3 separate regions of the Mus musculus genome follow, and all the other regions are linked to region 3. Evidence: chromatin contacts called from public HiChIP or PLAC-seq data. All regions are on one chromosome and are shown on one strand. The core of a region is the stretch at or near the end of the contact, and the rest is flanking DNA. Distances in the headings are between cores, read along the strand shown. Region 1 overlaps Galntl6 (UDP-N-acetyl-alpha-D-galactosamine:polypeptide N-acetylgalactosaminyltransferase-like 6). Region 2 overlaps Galnt7 (polypeptide N-acetylgalactosaminyltransferase 7). Region 3 holds the start of Galnt7 (polypeptide N-acetylgalactosaminyltransferase 7).

Region 1 (4,370 bases), core at 1,692-4,191, 120 kb before region 3:
TGTTATTGAAAATAAAGGTATTGTTGTTTTATTCAGAAGCCTAGAAAAGGAACTACCATTAATAAAGCATCTCTGATGTCATTTTCTGCTAATGGACAATAATATTTCAGGGGTATGAGGAAAAAAATGAAGTAACTTGAAAACTAACTAAATTGGATATTTAATCCTTTAAACAATTTTTCCCTTTTCAATGATGATGGAGTGGAGAGAAGAAGTGCAGGAGTGAAGATTGGTCTCGAGAGGGGGAATCATTTGATATACATGCTCCATCTGTTTTGAGTACAGGTCATTCCTATACTGCTTTTTCTATTTTTTTGATGTAGTTTCCTTGTTAATAAAAAGATATACATCTAACATTTTGGACATAGATCACTGAAGTTCAGGACAGGAAGATACACAAGAGTCTGTCCTTTTTGTTGTTGTTGTTTAAATATTTTGTTTCTCTTGGAGTTGTTTTTAAAATAAATAAGAAAAGCCCAGAGAGGCCCAGCTTCTGGTGGGGTTTTTCACCTGGACACCTCACTCAGTGGAAAAGAATCCTGTACTTCTCTCAAAATGCCCAGTCATTCAGAAACCTAATATATATGCTATATCTTCTTGAAAATGTGCACTATTATTTTCTGTCCTCTAATCAAATATGCAGTTAAACTACCCTGCTAAGAATTGGGGAAGGATTACTTCAGTATCTTTACTGATATTTTTTCAAGCATTCTTCTGACAAGCTCTTCTTTTTAAACGGATTGTCACTGAGATCTTTTGTATATGTCAAGTGATCTCGAAACAGCGAAGATGCATAGTGGAGAAAATCAATAGTGAGAAATTATCCTATGTGCTGAACATGTCTAAGGTGTGAGGAAGGATTTATCTCTCAAATGATCCGAGACCAATCTGGCTGGGGACTAAGATGATTCTATAAAAATCCACATTATGTCATTAAGCAGTTGATTGCCATTTACAATTGTACCAAAGACACAATCTTGGGTTGTGCCCCCCCTCCCCCGAAGCCCAGATTTGTAATTATCTCTTAGGATGCTATAGTCATGGCTAACTCAATTGGCCCTATCGTAAGTACTGCAGCATTTTAGTGAAGAACACAGTGATCAATCAAGATCGGTCTCTTACTCTCTGAATAAAACATTATTTTTTAAAAATATATATATTATTTTTTTCTTTAAACATAGAATGAAAGCTTGGACATTAAATCCAAAATTAAAACTTCCAACTATGAGCCAGTCATTAATTGTGTGCACACAGGGAACATACAAATGTAGTAGAGCCTGGAGAGGGCCCCTAAGCAAGAGGGCAGAGCACTGCCCATTAAAGCACACTGGAAGAGATGCTTCCTATACCACTGAAGGTCAAGCGCTTACTTGCTTGAAATACTATCTGAAAAGCAAGCATAAAACTATATAGGTTTGCCCTTTGAATTAGCAAGAAGGATAGAAGAGTCCTCAGAAAGACTATTGCTCCTGGAAGTAACATCCTTTGAGAAGTCCATGGTCGAGTGCCCATAGATTCTTTTCCTAAAATGAGGGATGGTAAAAAGTTAATGTATCGCAGAAGTTGCTACTTCTCCATGATGAGAAATAGCTCTGACAGAAGTAAAACAATAATTAATTTTAAAGACCCTTTTATGTTTTTACTGGGGGAAAATATGCTGTAAAACAATTGGGAACTAAGTGTGTGGTTCATACTTTTTCAAGATTGGATGAGTACCTTGGCAATAATGATATACTGGCTTCTGTGTCTACTTTTATTTACATATATGAATAGAATCACTTGACTGTTTTTAAATGTATTCATTCTATCAGAAGCCTCCGTGAATAACGCAAGCTCCAGGACTATTTTGTGAATTGATAACATAGAACTTTATACAATAAATGAATAACACATGATGCAAATGGACTCACAGTCAATGAAAAAGCAGTGTTAGCCCCATTATCTCTACATTTCTTTAAGAAACATGAAACCAATGTCAACTTGACACCATTTCTTTCCATGGCAAGCCAATATTTCAAAAGAAGGTAGCTGTCAAAATATAAGTATGCTTCGTATCTTCACATGGAAAACTTCCATTTTTTTCTTCAGTGTTTGAAATTGAACCTAGAGTGTCGAGCATACGAGGCAAGTGCTCTGAACTGAATTCCCAGTCCTATTTTCATCCTTCTAGAACTATCTATAAGAAAAGAGCAAAAGGAATCTTATACTTGAAAGACCACCTCTATAAAGGCAGCAGATCCATCAAAAGGAACACTGATACTTTGATTCTAAAAGCCTGCTGTCTATCAGTCACAAAGGGCTACTTCTACCACTGAGCCATTCCTCCCCTAATTCTTCACTCTCCAGAAAGCTCAGAGAAGGGGGTGTTAGCCCCTTGCCTCAGTTTTCCTAGAGTTGGCAGTTAGTTCCCCTGCTCTTGCTTGCAGAAGAACATTGGGTGGTTTTTTTTTCCACCCTTTCAGATTTTAGGATCATCTTTAAAAATATGCCCTTGTAACTGTTTATTTATCCCCACAAAGCTGCTCACTAAAACGCTCTTTATTTTTCCCCCTATTGGGAATATAAGGCTGTCATGTATGTAGCTGGGTGCTGAGAATATGCTGGAAATAAGGTCTTCAATATAAATCATGCAAAGGAACACCTCAAAGGGAAATTTTAAGTGATTCTTTATGATCAGGTGAGTGAACACACGTGGGAGAGTGCATCACCGTCTCTGTAGACATGAGTGTGTACAGCCCTCTCCATTCACTGCCTGGGAAAATCCTACCCTCGACACCGTCACTCACAGACTGAGAGCAAACAGTAATTATTCTCCACGTGTGAAGCTCTGGTTGAGGACACTGAAGCGTGACAAGTGGCCAGTGGCTCCCCCACTGCCAGCGTTGGAAGAGCGCTCTTTGATTTATGTCTATAGCCTTTGCCTGCAGAACTCGAAGCTCTTTGCAACTCCATTTGGTAGACTTGACACCAGCCTGAAGCTTTTATCCACAGCCACTCATCTCTGCTCTTGACATTCCAGACTGGTGTGTCTGGTTCTGTGGCCTGTCAGCAGAAACAGCTCGGGCGCAGGTGTTTGATGCTTCTCTTCAGAGAAATCTGGAGACTTTTCCTGTATCCCTCCCACCTGCTGTTGTTCCCTTCAGCTCCCCACACACTGGCTCTCTGGGATTTTGAGAATTCTCTGCTATTCACATCTGCTCCATGTAACAAACGGAAGTAACTGACGCAGTACAGAAAGGCTGGTTAGATTTCCAAATCCTATTGCTAATGACTTTACCCGCACATCATTCACCTTGGGATGAAAGCCAATCATAACCAAGAAGCATATATTCTGGATTTTCAGGGACAGTCATGGTTTATGTCTACTTACTATGTAACTATTCATAGTGTCTTCCTTTGCTCTTAAAAAATGACCTGAATTATGTAACACATTGAATAGTCAACTTATTTATAATCTACTCAGGCTGTGTATGATTCCTCTGTGGGAATTGCTAAAGAAGTCTTTTGCTTCTTCATGTCTGCAAGAAATCCGCTAGCCTTCCTTCCCTCCCAGTGGGACCAGAATATAGTCATTCTACTGACGACTTTCCATCGAGTTTACATGAGAGTTGACAGGTTTTTAAATGAAGGGTTATCTCCCAGATTTCGTTTATCTACCTACCCCCCCAAAAAAAGAAGTTGCAGAATTAATAAAACAATAATGTAAATGGATTTTTAAATAGTTTAAATTTTCTATTGAAATGTGAGACTAAGACATCTCAGACTTCTCTGAGTACAGACAGTGGATAGCCAGCATAGATAAAGGCTGCTTGTCTAATCCTAATATGTTGACATTACAGGATAAACATGGTTTCATTATTGCTTCTGCTTTGCAGAACCATCTTATATTTATTATGACATTCTGCCCAATATATTGACTCTTGCAATAGATGACATTAACTGTCCTTCTGAAGAAACTGCAAGACTCCGAAGAAAAAATTTTGCAGTCCTTTGGCAAATCAGCAGAGTTGAGATGAGAACCCAGGCCTTCGGTACTCAGTACTCCGTATCAGTCACCCTCCTGGGTACCTCATATGTCCCAGCAATGCTCAGTTACTTCACAGTAGTGCGATCCCTTATGCCTCTGGGACTTGGGGCTTTAACCCCTCTATTGTGTTTTTTTCTTTGTACCTCTGTGTTTTTATTGGTTTTCCTACAAGCTTATTAAAGTAAGAACACCCAAATGGAATCCAGGATTAATCCCTCTTAATGAGATTTCCAGGGTATTTGGAACAAAAGAAGTGAGCAACTCAAGCTATTTGTATAGCTGTCGATGACAAATCTTAAAGCAAACATTTTGTGTTTTGGGACAGTTAATGAGCTCAGTCCTC
Region 2 (4,208 bases), core at 37-2,536, 94 kb after region 3:
GCTTTGCTGATATTTTCATTTTGCAGATAATAGGCTGAGTGAGTTCTATTACCACAGACTGAATTTTGACCTTCAAGGGAGGACTAACTAATAAGAACATTAGGGAAAAGTAATTAGTGTCTAACAGCGAAGGAGAAGGGCAGGAGCTCTTCGTGGATGGAAGCTGGAGAAAATGGTTAGGATAGAAACAAACTGTAACTCGACTCCATTGTATCTGGCCCAAAGAAAGACTGTAGCATCAAGAACGGGCCTGTCTACATGGAGGCTAGAATGGGGGACCAAAGAAAATGATCTTTGTACCCCACTGTCTGTCTTGTGGAGAGCGAACCTGAGTCATCTTGTAAGTCTGATCAGCTGCCCTTGCTGTATCCAAGGAAAGGTGTGTGGACCCTTCAGAATTGTGACACCAACCACTCTAATAGATTCCACACGGGCCAAGTCATCCGACTTTAGGTAGCTTTAGTGCTGACTAGATTACAAACCTTGAAAGCTTTTTTGTTATTATTTCAAATTAGTATCTCGTGTTAACTTTTTTTCTCAAAATTACTATTTTTTAATTTACTATACATCCCGATTGCATCCTCCTTCCTGTCCACTCAGTCCCTCCTTCTCCTCTCCCCTCCCTCCACCTTTCCTTCCTCCCCAGAAAAGGGGAGGCCTCCCATGGATATCGACCCACCTTAGCATATTCAGTTGCAGTAGGACTGGGTGCATCCTCTTCTTCTATGGCTAAGCAAGGCAGCCCAGTTTGGGGAAAGATATCCAAAAGCAGGCATCAGAGTCAGATCCAGCCCCTGCTCCTGCTGTTAGGAGTCCTGCATGAAGACCCAGCTGTTCAAGTGTTACATATGTGCTGAGGGCGTAGGTCCAACCCAGGCATGCTCTTGGTTTATATTTCTAATTTAGGTGACATTTATAGTTCTCTAATGCTAACATTCATCTATGCAGAATGTGTTTAGAACCTACCAAGTGATACCACCTGGAGAGGCCATCTCTAGCTCGTCTTTCTGCAACTTCACCAATGGCCAGAGAGAAACTCTCCAAGAGGAAGTAGATAGATGGCTTGCTTTACTGATGGAGTAGTGAGACTCTAAGCTTAATTCCATGGACACATGTATATAATGAGCTTAGATTTAGTGAAAATATTAAGGTTAACATGCTAGATGTGGTAGTTACTTAAAAAAACAAATCTTTGCAACTAGCTCAAACAAGTAGGTGAAGAGGGCCTGTTGGACTGTCTCATGGACACCAAAATCACACAGGCCATGTGACAGTCATTGGAGATGCAGAGCCAGGGGGGAGCAAATGAAGAAGTGAAGCCATGTGCTTGTCAAACAGTCATACACTCATCTCCACTTAGCTTTTGCTCTTGTATTCTCTATGAAAAGCTTTTTTCTATGTCAAAACTCTTGCCTTGCCATGCAAGTATAACTAGAAACTAACTAAAGTCACCCAAGCTCGAAATCAAAAGTGAAAGACTTCATTGTCCTAGCTAGGACAAGTGTTCCCTGATAGTCCATTCTGCTGGTCCAGAGATGAACTCCTACTCAGGAATTGTGTTCTTAGACAGACCATGTTGTGGCTGCCTTCTTTTTCTTTAGATTTATTAATTTGTTATATGTAAGTACACTGTAGCTGTCTTCAGACACTCCAGAAGATGGAGTGAGATCTCATTACAGATGGTTGTGAGCCACCATGTGATTGCTGAGATTTGAACTCAGGACCTTCAGAAGAGCAGACAATGCACTTAACGACTGAGCTATCTCTCCAGCCCCTGGAGTGGCTGCTTTAAGTAGACATTCTAAACAGATTTGAGCATCATGTTCCCTTCAAATGTAGATTCTGCTTGAAGTAAAAATGCAATGAATAAATAAATAATTTGGGCATAGTATATGGTTTTAAAGTATTAGGGAAAATAGTATTTTTTGTTTCCTCATTATCAAGAATTAGCTGCATATTTAAATTTTATAATTGACTTCTTTAAAGTGTATTAGATTTACTAAGTCTTCTAAATGTCTTATTTTTGAATTTGAATTGGATTAACTCTATGTGTGTATGCGTGTGTGTGTGTGTGTGTGTGTGTGTGTGTGTGTGTGTGTGTGCTTGCCTGTGTTGTGGTCAGGACCCAATACTGAGCAATTTACCAGATGCATTTAAGTCGAAGTCTCATCCCTTACCCAGAGACACTGAAGAAAAGGGAAGGGATTTGAGGAACAATGTTTTCCAAAAAGAAGACAGCAAGTTTGTTTCTAGAGGCTTGACACTGGTGTGAGGAAGGCCCCCATGATTTAGACTTAAAGACTCACCCTCACTAAAGGTCAGCATAGGGCTAAGAAAAGAAGCCAAGGGGGCTGGAGAGGTGGCTCAGCGGTTAAGAGCACCGACTGCTCTGAGTTCAAATCCCAATAATGTGGTGGCTCACAACCATCCATAATGAGATCGGATGCCCTCTTCTGGTCTGTCTGAAGACAGCTACAGTGTACTTACATATAATAATAAATAAATCTTTAAGAGAAGAGAAGAGAAGAGAAGAGAAGAGAAGAGAAGAGAAGAGAAGAGAAGAGAAGAGAAGAGAAGAGAAGAGAAGCCAAGCAATACCTTTGAAAGAAGACACACCCTGTAGACCAGGTGACTGTCACGCCCAGTTTCATCAGTTTAGCAGGGTCTTCTATAAAGTCTTCACACCTCTTTGGACAACATACAAAAACATTGCTTGAGTGGTCGTGCTCCTGAGTGACATAGAGAAGGAACTCTTCGTCCTCTGCGATAGCCTGTAACTTAAAGTCCAATACCTGATCTTGTGTTTGGCCACAGGAGAAGTAGATGGAGCCATGGTAAGAATACTGAGCCAGGTTTCAAGATAGAAATCTGGGAGCGATACTCACACACAGGGACGCTCATACACAGCAGATGAGAAACAAAGCTAGGAACGGTGCTTGTGCACAAAGATGAGAAACTCAGCTCCGAGATCAGAGCCTACTAGAGTCAGCAGCTAAGCCAATGTACAAAATTCGAGCAGGTGTGACTTCGATGGGAAACACTGTGCATGATAGTAATTTAGAGAGGAAAGCTGTAGGGACTTGGGAACTAAAATATGATACAAATTACAAAAAAATAGAATAGAATAAAATAAAATAAGGTGGGGCTAATGTAGCTTTGGATGGACTTAGGAAAGAGTAGTACCCAGTTTGGAGCATTACCTAATCTTTTCCAGGAGCCCCACTGATAAAATGAATATTCAGAGAGCGATGATGAGTAATTGACATTATTGAAGGTTAAGTTCTGTATTTTGTGTGTGTGTGTGTGTGTATGATGTGTGTTAAGGCGTAGCACCTATCATGTCCTGAGGCGCTAACTTTGTACCATTTCACCCAGAGTGCATAGAAATCATACACTTGCATAAAGGCCTCTCCCTCCCGCCTGTTGAGCCTGATGCCCCAGGTTGAATGGGGATAGCGCTCCTTTCATTGAAAATAGATATTTTAGAATGCTAAGTTAAATTTTCCATCTACATTACTAATATGTTCAGAAATTGGGAATAAGCTCCCTTTCGGGTAGGTTTAAGCATTTCTCTCTTCCTTTAATTATTTAAATAAGTAGTATTTTTAGAGGGAGGCAGAAAAAGCTCCATACTTATTTTTAAATGGAGGAAGGTAGTTAATAAAAAAGCCAGTGTTTCTCAAATTATGGGCTTGATTCCTGTGCCTAAAAATTCATCATGTTAGATTTAGACTTCCTACCGAATTAACAAAAGCGAGTCTAAAGTCATTCCTTATTAAAATAAAGACTTGGAGCGAACAATCTAGAAATAAGATGCAGCTCTTAAAGGGCACAAGTTGAGAAGTTGGGTCACTTCCTTACATGAATACAGAAGCACACACATGCAATACTGCAGATTAATGAATGATAGTACATGCTAATCACAGCAGTTTATAACCTAAAACTGTTAAATTTTTTATAATCTATGTATATATTATCCATCCGTGATTCAGTTATAAGGTTTTTAAATTATTCTATTTTAATCATGAGTATGCGTGTGTGTGTGTGTGTGTGTGTGTGTGTGTGAGAAAGAGAGAGAGAGAGAGAGAGAGAGAGAGAGAGGGTGCCCAGGGAAGGCCAGAGGGCATTAGATTCTTAGAGGGCATTAGATTCTTTGAAGATGCAGTTAGAGGAGATTGCGAGCCATCCATGTGGGTACTAGGAACGTA
Region 3 (4,626 bases), core at 1,873-4,372:
TGCTATAAACAGTACCCAGCTAGGAAGATGTAGTATTCTACCGTATGAAATCAAAGAGAGCTTTCAATGAACCTTCAAAACATGGTAGGAGACCATTAATCCCCTCAAATGGCAGCCTTTGACAAGTGTTTCATTCCAGATTGAGTACAGCACAGGATTTTTTTATTATGCTTATGATAGGAACAGTAATCTACTGTTAGGGGGACTATCCGGATTTAGATTGAAACTGTGACTCTTTTAGCTTGAGTAGCCACGGTAGACTATCAACAAAGTAGGTGGCAAACAATAGCTTACCAACTGATAGTACTACTGTAAAACAGTCGCCGATCTAATGGAATAAACCCTTCAATGTTTTGTTCTCCGAAGGCAGCCTCTAGGTAGAGAACAATCAGAGGTGAAGTGCTCCTAAGCCCTCTTCTAAGCTTTATTCCCCCTTTGTATTTTTAGTCCAACTATTTCCAGTGTTCCACCAAAAATATTAAAGCCTTCCTACACATCTGACACAGGAATACAACAAACTCCATAGACAAGTCTCCAATGTCATGTAACTTTTTATTCGCAAGTGGAATTAAGCAGTCACAACAAAGTGGTAATTCTTAGGGAGGAGAGGGAGTAGAAGGTGGGGTTCCTGGCCAATATCTTGGTGTACAGGAACAGGTTAGAGTCTAGAAAAGGCTTTTGTAACTGACAATAAAGTTTAATGTTAAGGTGTCAGAAGATACTGCAGGTTTGAAAAGGAGATCTCTGTAGAAAGGCCTGCAGGCGAGCACTGACATTTAGAAATAGTTCCCCTAGCTTGGGTACAGTATGAGGAGGCTAAGATGCCCTGGAGAGTGTAGCCCCAAAGCAGGCACAGTTCCGTGTGTGTGTGTGTGTGTGTGTGTGTGTGTGTGTGTGTGTGTGTGTGTGTGTGTAGGTCCTCTTTAGCAGAGTTCATGTGGGTGATGATTTTTTAAACATCACCAAACCCTTAAAAGGTTCTGACCTGTGGAATCCTGAAAACATTTTAGAGTAAACACAAGATGATTATACTGTTTGGCAAAGACAGTGCATGTGTTGGCAAGATGAGAAAACCTCTGAATTCAAAGAACATCGGACACCAATCTCAGGCGGTAGAAAGCTTAGACGACAGGCGTGAACCACTGGGTACATACTGTCTGCTCAGAAGTTTTATTCCTTTGCAATGAGTCTCCAGCTGGCCTCAGAGGCAAAGGCAACCCTGTCACCATTCACATGTGACCTCATAACCTGTCAGAGACTACTGCTTCTCTTCTTCATATCTCCCCTCCCATTAGGTGCAACTCTTTACTCTCTTCAGGGACCACTAACCCAAGGATCAACAAGTCGGAAACAGCTCAGAGTGGCAATCTCTACATGCAGTAATAGCTGCGGCGTTCACAAGAATTATACCCATAATCACCAAGACTTACCCTATTCGTATTATCTGTGCTTTATTTTATTATCTGCATGTGCACTTGGCCTCAATTATCTCTTTTGGCAATACTATGAAGTATTATAATCATGATTTTGGCAGATAAGGGCCCTAGGCTCAGAGAGGCTAAGTGTGACTTTTTCCTGACCCAATCATTTAACATAGCTTCTCATTTTCTAAAGAGTTCTCTACAAAGGCTAACTGCCAACAAGTGTGGCGAAAATCGTATATTTTAAGGTATACTTTCAGTTTCACTTAAACAATGTTAAGAACTCAGAGGAACACCGGCTTTTACAACCGAATACCTGGTTATCATTTTCTAACTTTTTGGCCTTGCATATTTCAAGTTGTGGTGGCAAGGTCATCTTAGACTACTAACAGCAGTTGGGTGAGCTCCCATCACTTCAGCGATGAGGGCTACTTCCCAGCTATGCTCATAATCACAGTCAGTTTTCCATCTTCTCAATAGTGGACAACCATATCTGAATAACAATGCATATACTGTTGATCACTAGGGGAGACTTAACCAAGTTTCACTTGTTTCGAAAGCAAAATACATGCAGATAAGGCAATATTAGGATTAAAAAGGTCAATTTACGCCATCCTTAAACCTGCTACCGAAAAGCATTTGTTCAACAAATTGAGTAGTTTAGGGGTATGGCACACACTGCAGACTGTGATTTAAAGTGATTGACATCTTTGGCACAATGTACAAGGGAGAGGCGTGTAGCTAAACATTTGCCAATATCCTTTCCTGGAAAAGTCAGTTGTGAGAGAAGCAACGATGCATGTACGGAACGTTTTAAAAGCCCGAAATCCACTTTCCCCAGAGTAGGAACTTGCAAGTCCATTAACAGGGACCGTAGTGAGAATTAGCTAGTCGACTTGGCTTTCTAATTAGCCCAAGAGAGAAGGCAATACTGCCTTTCCAAGTGAGTCCTCTTTTAGTTCTGTGGTGTTTGCACATCTCACCTGGGCCTTTCGATTACAAATCCACCTCCTTAAGGAGCCCTGTGAAAAAACAAGATTAAAAAAAAAAAAAACAGCTATAAATCAGCCACGTGGAGTTACTGCTGCAGCAGCGGTGGCTGACTTCCTGGTTTCCTTCCTGCAAGCCTCTGGCTGGGGAGATTGAGCAGTGGGCGTCGGGAAGGGCAGGGCAGCCTAGGGCGTCTGCAGGTCCACCTGAGGGGCACCGGGCGGCAGCATCCTGGCAGGGCACGGGCGTCAAGGACAGAGTTTTGGTCCCTAATTACAATAAAAGTTTGGGGATCTGCAAGCTTTAGGAAGCGGAGCCTTAGGGCAAAGGCTAAGACCAGACCTGGGGGAAAGTGTTAAGTTAGTTCCAAGGTTACTAGGGACTCGCGGGTGGTGGGGGGTGGGTTCTCGCGGTCGCGGGTGGAGGAAGGGGGTACTGCGGAGCTAGAGCGGGCAGGTAGAGAGAAGGGAAGCCTGGAAAGCTACACACGCCGGCCGGTCGGAGCTCTGCGGAGGCCGGCGGAGGGGAGGGGGTGCGGCAGAGCAGTGCAGAGGCAGGCGCGGGGAGGGGGCGGAGGGGCGAGCCAGGGGAAGGTAAAGCCGAGGGGAGTTCCGGATCTGGTGCTGGAGAGGGCAGGCGGTGGGGAGGGCGGCGGGCGTAGTGATCCGGGGGGGGGGGGGGGGGGAAGGAGGAGGAGGAGGAGGAGGGCCGGGGGAGGGGGAAGGAGGGAGGGGAGAGCGGTGGCGGCGGCTGCGCCGGGCTGTGTGTCTCTCGCCGCCGGAGGAAGATGAGGCTGAAGATCGGGTTCATCTTACGCAGTTTGCTGGTGGTGGGAAGCTTCCTGGGGCTCGTGGTCCTCTGGTCTTCCCTGTCCTCGCGGCCCGACGACCAGAGCCCACTGAGCAGGATGAGGGTGAGTGACCCGCCTGGCCCCCTCCGGCAGAGGCGACCTGCAACTTGTTTTTTTGCGCGCGCGCGTGAGTGTGTGTGTGTGTGTGTGTGTGTGTGTATGTGGCGGGAGCAAGGGGCGGCGGGGTCGCGGCCGCGTGGGCGCCGCAGCTCCGCAGGTGGCGCTGGCCCGGCGCCGGCCGATCGGGGGCGCCTAGCCCTACGCCGCGGGTACCCCTCGGCCGCCGCCGGCCCGCCCCCTGGCCGCCCCTTCCTCCCGCGCGTCCCCGCCCCGGGTTCAGCGCCGTCACCCGCGCTACTGCTGCTGCTGCCGCTACCGCGGCCGCCGCGGCGGCCGTGGTGGCGGCTATAGGCGGCCGCTCCAACGCCGGGACTGCCGGGGCGGAATCGCAGGACAGAGTCGGCTCCCCGGAGCCGAGGCTGCTCGGCGTCCGACTCGGGGCTACGACCCCCGCGCTGGCGGCAGGCGGGCGCGGGGTTGGTCCGAGCTGCGGCCTGTGGCGCGTGCAGGCCTGAAGGAGGCGAGATGCCGGCGCCGCCGCCGTGGTCCGGTGGAGCAGGCCCCGCGGTCCAGCCTCTCCTGTGGTCCCCGCCCAGTCCGGGTGCTCGCCGCGGGGGCGCCCCTAGCCTGTCCGCCTCGGGCTCCAGCCCACGGCGCCGCCTCTCCGCAACTCCCGTGGCCGGGAGCCGGGTGCAACGTGTAGCTGAGGCCTCGCCCCGCACCCCTTGTCCCTTCGATTCCCGGACAGGGGAGAGACACGTCCCCACCCGGATCGGCGTCCCTGCACCGGGGCGCCTGGGAGCCCCGGTCGCCCGCTGTGCTCCCTCGTCCTGCGGATCCGGAGCGGGCTCCAGTCCCCCGGCCCTACCTGGGCTGCTCCGGCCGAGGACCTAACTTGTGCCGGCTCCTGGCCGCCCCTCGCTGCCTGTTCCATCAGCCTGACGCCGAGAGGCGCGCTCCGCTGGGACGCATCCGTCTGCCGCCCTCGGCGCCGGCGTTAGTCTTGACAGTCCCGGCTTTGAGGGTTTAGTCAGGCTTCTCGGAACTTTAGTTACCGGGATCCGGCCACTGCGCTACGCTCGCCCCGGCAGTTGGCGGCGCGAACTGCTTCGCACCTCCCCAGCTTAACCCCCACCCCCTCAGCTTGGTGAACCGTTACACCCCCTGCTCCCCCGGAGTTCCTCATCCCCGAGCCCTCCAAGCCCCACAACCTCGAGTCCAGGTTAGACTCAGAAGAAGTGGGAGACACTAGGAGTTCTGGACACAGACGCTGAGCAGCCGTGGGAGGAGTCTCTTAAGAAAGTG

Evidence for each region. HiChIP or PLAC-seq counts read pairs in DNA pulled down with a chosen protein or histone mark.
Region 1: a contact with region 3 is called in an H3K4me3 HiChIP or PLAC-seq map of neural tube, with 2.6 times the contacts expected there. The contact joins the enhancer-like site here to the promoter of Galnt7 in region 3. A contact is called at or near these places in 17 of 39 promoter capture datasets (the 3T3-L1 cell line, 3T3-L1-derived adipocytes, the HPC-7 cell line and 11 more), 41 of 484 Hi-C or Micro-C datasets (the 3T3-L1 cell line, 3T3-L1-derived adipocytes, B cells and 27 more), 27 of 115 datasets of contacts at active chromatin or transcription factors (the 230-238 cell line, CD4 single positive thymocytes, the HPC-7 cell line and 18 more) and 2 of 9 other capture datasets (adipose tissue and embryonic stem cells).
Region 2: an H3K4me3 HiChIP or PLAC-seq map of bone marrow-derived macrophages shows a contact between it and region 3, with 4 times the contacts expected there. The contact joins the enhancer-like site here to the promoter of Galnt7 in region 3. A contact is called at or near these places in 9 of 39 promoter capture datasets (the 3T3-L1 cell line, cranial neural crest, embryonic stem cells and 5 more), 1 of 15 datasets of contacts at CTCF or cohesin (the NIH/3T3 cell line), 19 of 484 Hi-C or Micro-C datasets (Sertoli cells, bone marrow-derived macrophages, cerebellar granule neurons and 10 more), 19 of 115 datasets of contacts at active chromatin or transcription factors (the 230-238 cell line, the NIH/3T3 cell line, the SCID.adh cell line and 10 more) and 2 of 9 other capture datasets (embryonic stem cells and pancreatic islet).

The regions. Positions count from the first base shown.
Region 1 is chr8:57,771,577-57,775,946 of GRCm38.p6, reverse strand. Galntl6 (UDP-N-acetyl-alpha-D-galactosamine:polypeptide N-acetylgalactosaminyltransferase-like 6) reads left to right here. Exons shown (of 12, transcript NM_175032.3): 12 at 1-1,895. Among named protein-coding and RNA genes, the nearest start is that of Gm2921, 26 kb to the left of the region's middle. Within about 2 kb of position 2,941, at least 15 of the 459 cell types and tissues checked have an H3K27ac peak or open chromatin away from gene starts, as enhancers often do. A contact at or near this core is called in neural tube, where this site is marked.
Region 2 is chr8:57,555,834-57,560,041 of GRCm38.p6, reverse strand. All of the region lies in intron 2 of Galnt7 (polypeptide N-acetylgalactosaminyltransferase 7), which reads left to right. Among named protein-coding and RNA genes, the nearest start is that of Gm25379, 8.2 kb to the right of the region's middle. Within about 2 kb of position 1,286, at least 2 of the 459 cell types and tissues checked have an H3K27ac peak or open chromatin away from gene starts, as enhancers often do. A contact at or near this core is called in bone marrow-derived macrophages and microglia, where this site is marked.
Region 3 is chr8:57,651,551-57,656,176 of GRCm38.p6, reverse strand. Galnt7 (polypeptide N-acetylgalactosaminyltransferase 7) reads left to right here and starts at 3,122. Exons shown (of 12, transcript NM_144731.4): 1 at 3,122-3,324. The coding sequence starts at 3,199. AW046200 (expressed sequence AW046200) reads right to left here and starts at 4,424. Exons shown (of 4, transcript NR_040698.1): 1 at 4,190-4,424.